Regions from separate parts of the Mus musculus genome. Here region 1 is linked to region 2. Evidence: chromatin contacts called from public HiChIP or PLAC-seq data. All regions are on one chromosome and are shown on one strand. The core of a region is the stretch at or near the end of the contact, and the rest is flanking DNA. Distances in the headings are between cores, read along the strand shown. Region 1 overlaps Hcrtr2 (hypocretin (orexin) receptor 2). Region 2 holds the start of Lysmd2 (LysM, putative peptidoglycan-binding, domain containing 2).

What was found. HiChIP or PLAC-seq counts read pairs in DNA pulled down with a chosen protein or histone mark.
Region 1: a contact with region 2 is called in an H3K4me3 HiChIP or PLAC-seq map of craniofacial prominence, with 4 times the contacts expected there. The contact joins the enhancer-like site here to the promoter of Lysmd2 in region 2. A contact is called at or near these places in 11 of 39 promoter capture datasets (the 3T3-L1 cell line, the C10 cell line, cranial neural crest and 6 more), 1 of 15 datasets of contacts at CTCF or cohesin (large pre-B cells), 1 of 484 Hi-C or Micro-C datasets (cerebral cortex) and 7 of 115 datasets of contacts at active chromatin or transcription factors (craniofacial prominence, embryonic limb bud, embryonic stem cells and 3 more).

Annotation. Positions count from the first base shown.
Region 1 is chr9:76,234,920-76,237,619 of GRCm38.p6, reverse strand. It overlaps Hcrtr2 (hypocretin (orexin) receptor 2), which reads left to right. Exons shown (of 8, transcript NM_198962.4): 5 at 1,231-1,451. Among named protein-coding and RNA genes, the nearest start is that of Gfral, 23 kb to the right of the region's middle. Within about 2 kb of position 1,364, at least 63 of the 459 cell types and tissues checked have an H3K27ac peak or open chromatin away from gene starts, as enhancers often do. A contact at or near this core is called in craniofacial prominence and second pharyngeal arch cranial neural crest, where this site is marked.
Region 2 is chr9:75,624,293-75,626,992 of GRCm38.p6, reverse strand. It overlaps Lysmd2 (LysM, putative peptidoglycan-binding, domain containing 2), which reads right to left and starts at 1,261. Exons shown (of 3, transcript NM_027309.2): 1 at 956-1,261. The coding sequence starts at 1,228.

The DNA.
Region 1 (2,700 bases), core at 115-2,614, 610 kb before region 2:
GGGAGCATTTGTGACTCTTTATCTCCTCAGCCAGTGGTTTCTCGAGGTGGCCCTGCCCATTTCTGAGAAGTTTCTGTCTCACGGCCGGTTTTCATCTGCGTGATTGATCTCCTGAACTGAGAGAAGATGGTCAAGTGGGGTCTCATGTAATGAGACTCATCTGTTTGGACATCAAAGCAAAGCTCCATTTTCAAATGAAAGATTCTCTAATAGACTTTGATCTCATAGTGTAAACAGCCACGGGTTCAAGGTAGCCTTCATTCTGAGAGGCCACGGGAACGCGCTGCTCTGTACTGTGTGCGGTGCAGAGATAAAAGTAGCCGCTGAGTAACTGTAACACAATCAAGCTGTCCCCGCGGTGGACTTACTGGCACATCTTTAAAAAAAAATGAATAAGCTGCATTTTAATATTTTGCTAAGATCTATCAATTCATGAGATTGTAATTAAGAAAATATTATACTTGGCAGAACTTTCTGCTATTATCAACCAACAGAAAAATCAAAGGAAACGCACGTTGTGTAATGTAATTGCTACAAATAGTGGCTATTTAAGACATTAGTGTAAGACCTGGAAGGATTCTCGGTGTGTTCGTGCACTTTCAAGAAGGGAAAATTGCAAAATTAGTTTCAGGCAATTTTGTAAGTGCGAACATTAAATCACGAAGAATAGTTTTTGTTCCTTCTACACATGGAATTGCTTTGTCTCAACAGGAGACAGAAAACCTCATAAAACTCAGTAGCTGGTTAGGTGCCGTGTCTCTACTCGACAGCAGGTGGCAGTATCGATGCATCAAAATGTCATTTAAGTTTTTTGTTTTTCGGTGTGTGTGGGGAGGGCAGGCAGTCCTGTTATCTGATGAGTGTTTAAATTTAGGAGACTTCTGAATTTAGAACTTATAATGAAATCTTATAATCTGAATTTTCTTAGCGTTCTTTTCTCTATATGTCCCTTCTCTGTTTAATAAGGGAATGTATTCTTGTTGTTCTCTTCAGACCTTGACAAGATTATCGTGTTTTAACACAAGAACAATATAAGCTTACTTTTAACTTTTTCCCCAGGCATATAACTATTTGGTGTTTGACGAAATGTGTGATAAGAACATACTCCGCCTAGCCAGTGCTTGGAGAGACGAAAATTTCAAACTCCAAACTTCTGCTTCTCACTCTTGTGGTTACATCTTCTTTGTAGAACTTTGATAAGTACCAATGAGGGATTCCATCTCCTTTCAGATTCCCGGAACTTCTTCTGTGGTTCAGAGAAAATGGAAGCAGCAGCAGCCGGTTTCTCAGCCCCGGGGGTCCGGACAGCAGAGCAAGGCTCGGATTAGCGCTGTTGCTGCTGAGATAAAGCAGATCCGAGCACGAAGGAAAACAGCCCGGATGCTCATGGTTGTACTTCTGGTCTTTGCAATTTGCTATCTACCAATCAGCATCCTCAATGTGCTAAAGAGGTAAAACCCGTGCGTTTATTTAAAAGTGAAGCAGCTTGGCATTTTAATTAAGAACTCTTTTCTTTCTAAACAGACAGACCCTCCTCTCCCTAGGGACTTTGTCTGGCCAATCAACTCGGTTGCTTGAGCTGATGGAGTTCTTTGCGCACTTAGGGCAAGACCAGCCTTCTAGCACAGACAGGAAATACACTCTTTCAGTGGATGAAGATTCTCAGTTGAGTGGCAGATAAAATGGTCGTTTTCCTAATCCCCTGTTGTTGACTGCTAAGGCTTAGATGAGAAAATATTTTAATAAAAATTGTTTCAATAACTAATTTCGTAAGTAAATAAAAGTCCATTGAACTTCTAAATTACTTCGGAAGTGAGTAAATGAGTTTTATAAAAAATTTGTTCTCAAATATTTCAACAATCCTATATTTCCAGTGAGCACAGGTACATCGACAAAACTCCGAAGCCGAAATGATTTTGACCAGTGACACGAACAGCGGATGCTGAGTCGCAGGTCCAGTGCAGGACATGAGTAGCCAGCTTTCTCAGGAAACATCAAAGCTGTTATACATACACCCACTGCGCCCAAGGCAGCCTTAATTCTGTTTATAAGAGGCTTCAAATTTAACCTGAAATTGCTCATGTCTCTTTTCCCAAAGTCAGAGTCAATATCATATTCCTCACAGCTGGAGAGACAGATAAGTTTGGCCAGAGTCAGACAAAAAGTGGTATAAACCAGCTGCGAAGACCTCTCCTCTTTGGCCTTTGTTTTTCCATTCTTTAAAGGTTTCCTCAATGACAAAGTAGAAAATGAACATTTGTTCAGAAAGAATATAGCCTTGTATGTTTTAAGGGTTTCGAAAACTCAATTCACAAAACAATCTACCCTCTGCTCCTGCCAAGGTTCCCTCTCGATTTCTTCCTCGCAGAAATCATACACAAATGTATTAAATGCATTGCTAGTTAGCCCCCTCCCCCACCCCATCCCCGCTAGCTAGCCCGGCCACCCCATTCCCCCCCCCCCACACACACACACACACACTATTAAGAACACCATAAACCAGGCAGTCCTGCTAGCAGAAGGGAATCCAGTGGCAGGCAACTTCCATGGCGAGGGGCGGGGTCGGGGTCAGGGTCAGGGCAGTGCCCAAGGTTCCTCCTCAGAGAATATGAGGGGGTAGTGGGAGGGTAGGGGCTTGTAAAGGTGGGACTGGGGGGAGGATGCCATCCAGATGTAAAGTGAACAAATAAGTAAATAAAT
Region 2 (2,700 bases), core at 12-2,511:
CCAGCCCTCAGTGAATGCTTGAAGGCAGGCTGTAAGAACATTTAGAACTGTGGAGAAGGGTCTCAAAATGGTTTGATCAAGCTCTCAAAACGCTTAAATGATAGATAGAAAGACTTGCTGGTAAACAAACACCTGGTTAAATATGCAAAATAGGTTACTCTGAAGATACAGGCGAGATCATTTTAATTCTGACTGCTGCCCCGACGCTTTCAGGAAAGATCATTGAAAACGGATACTGAGTTCCAATGTAAAAAGGCCATCACACAGCTCACAGTTAATTATAAGTAATTTTAATGAAACAATTTGTTCCCTCGGGTTTCCGTGATCTTCCCCAAGGTGTAATGAAATATACCCAAGACGCACACCCTTATAAATTCGTAAAACACGGCCCTCCAGCTCACCTAGACCACAGTTCCAGGCTGCTGTTTAGACAGGTGTCACGTTCAGGGTCGCCAGTGAGCACAGGGGTGTAATTTCACTTCTAAATAAAGAAGCAGAATCGATAGAACCAGAACCATCCACGGGAAGAACTGTACATCCTGACTCATCACAGCTTGTTTACACAGCGCAGAATTCGTATCGGTGTGGCTTTGAGTAAATAGGTAGTGAGCTCCGGGGAGGAAAACGGGGAAAGGTGGCTGTGGGTAGTGCCCAAAACGCGGGCCTCCTTGTTTCTCGCGCGACAGATACGAGCTGAGACTGGCAGGGCACTGGGAAGGCCATGCACTAGCTGGTCGGGGGAGCTCTGGCGGCCGCCCCTCTCCGCAGCAGCAGCAGCAGCAGCAGCAGCAGCAGCAGCAGCAGCAGCTTAGGCGCCCACTGCAGTTGCAGCAGTGCGCGCTGGGATGCGGCGCGGGGACGCGGGGACGCACGGCCTGTTCCCCACCCTCCGCTCCCACCCCCGACCCCGCCCGAGGGCCGCAGGTCCGGGGCCGCGGCGGCGCGCCCTGCTCACCGTGACTCCGTACTTGAGCGCGATGCCCTGAAGCGTGTCCCCGGCGCGGACCCGGTGCTCCACATGGCGCTCGATGACGCCGGCGCCCAGAGGCGCCCGCACGCTGGCCGTGCTGCCGTACGAGCGGGTCTTGGTGCGGGCCAGGCTCAGCGACAGCTCGGCCTCCTCGGGCTCCGAGGTGGAGCGAGAGCGCGGCGGAGGGGAGGGCGCCGAGGGCCGGTGCGCACGGGGGCCGCCTTCCCGCAGGGCCGGCGCAGGCGAGAGATCCGCCATGGGTCCTGCCAAGGCCGCCCGGGCGCCGAGCTCGCCAAGGGGGCGGCGCCTCCTCCTCCGCCTCTTCCTCCTCACTGGGGCTGCGGCTGGCCGTGCCGCGGGGGCGGCAGGCGCGAGGCCGAGGCGGGGAGCTGCGGGACCTGCATGGCGCGCGCCGCCCTCCGCGGCCGGCTTCTCCACGGCCCCAGAGGTCCGTGTGCTGGTGGGGTTAAGGGAGCTGAGCCCGGACTGCAGTGTGCGGGTCCTGTCGGAGAAGGCCCTGCGGAAGCGGGAGCTCGCCGAGGCCCGTGAGCCGACAGAGGCCCACGGAGGAGTCCTGGGACCCATGTGGACCCCAAAACCGTGCAGACAAGAAAGAGTCCGCCCAAAGCCTGCCCTGGCCACAGTACACCCCCACCAAGCTTTGCTTGCCTTTCCGGATTCCTCATTGGGCAGCCTGCTTGCTCAGTGGTACCCCCTTAATGACATCAAAATCTCGGTGGCAGGAAACCTTAAGATCACTGAACATAGATACAGGTCCCTGTCCACCTGGGTGGTACAGGTCTTCTGACATCCTCCCAACACACACGCACAACTCACGCGCACACCCTTGACAAGGTACTGACCTCAGTCACACACTAAGCCAGTGCTCTTATCACCGACCTATGTATACTAAGTCTTTCTGTTTGGTACTCAGGCCTGCTGGGTAGTCTGCTGGGAGCTGACTACCCTCCAATTGTTGGTAGTCCATTCCTCTTTGAAGACCAGTGCCAGTTTCAGGCCTAGGCTTGTGCAGAGTTAACTGGAGTCTTCTGCCCTAACTCTTGAGAGATGCCACCCCCACCCGTTCATCCATCCTTCCCTCATCCCCACCCCAATCCCCTTACACACACACACACACACACACACACACACACACACACACACACACCCGACTCTAGGTAGAAGAGAAGAGTTCTCTTGTTTCATTGGTTTTCTGAAGTTTGGTATGTTGCTGTGCCCACAAAGACAAAAGAAACCGTTTAGGACACACTGGAGGAAGAAGAGCGGCAGCAGTAGTCCCCAGTATCACCCACCCCTTAAAGATTCTTCAGTTTTTCCCTGAATATAAACCCACATTGGCACCCAAGTCAGTTGTTTTTACTTTTCACATATATACCGCATCCTGACCAGAAAACTTAACCTCCTTCCTTACTCCCATCTTCATGTTTCGCCTGTGTTGTTCCCTCCATCAGCAACAGTATTCTCCCAAAACCCTGTCTACTGCTCATTTGTCCACTTTTAGGTTTTTTTTTTTTTTTTATCTATGTGTGTGTGTTCTGTATGCGTTTTGGGTGATCGCGGAGGCCAGAAAAGGCTGACAGATCCGCTGGAGCTGGGATTGCAGGTGGTTGTGAGCTGCCCGATGTAATCGCTAAAAAACCAAATCCATGTCTTCTAAATGAACAAGACACTCTCTTAAGTGCTGAGCTATCTCTCCAGCTCTATTTTGA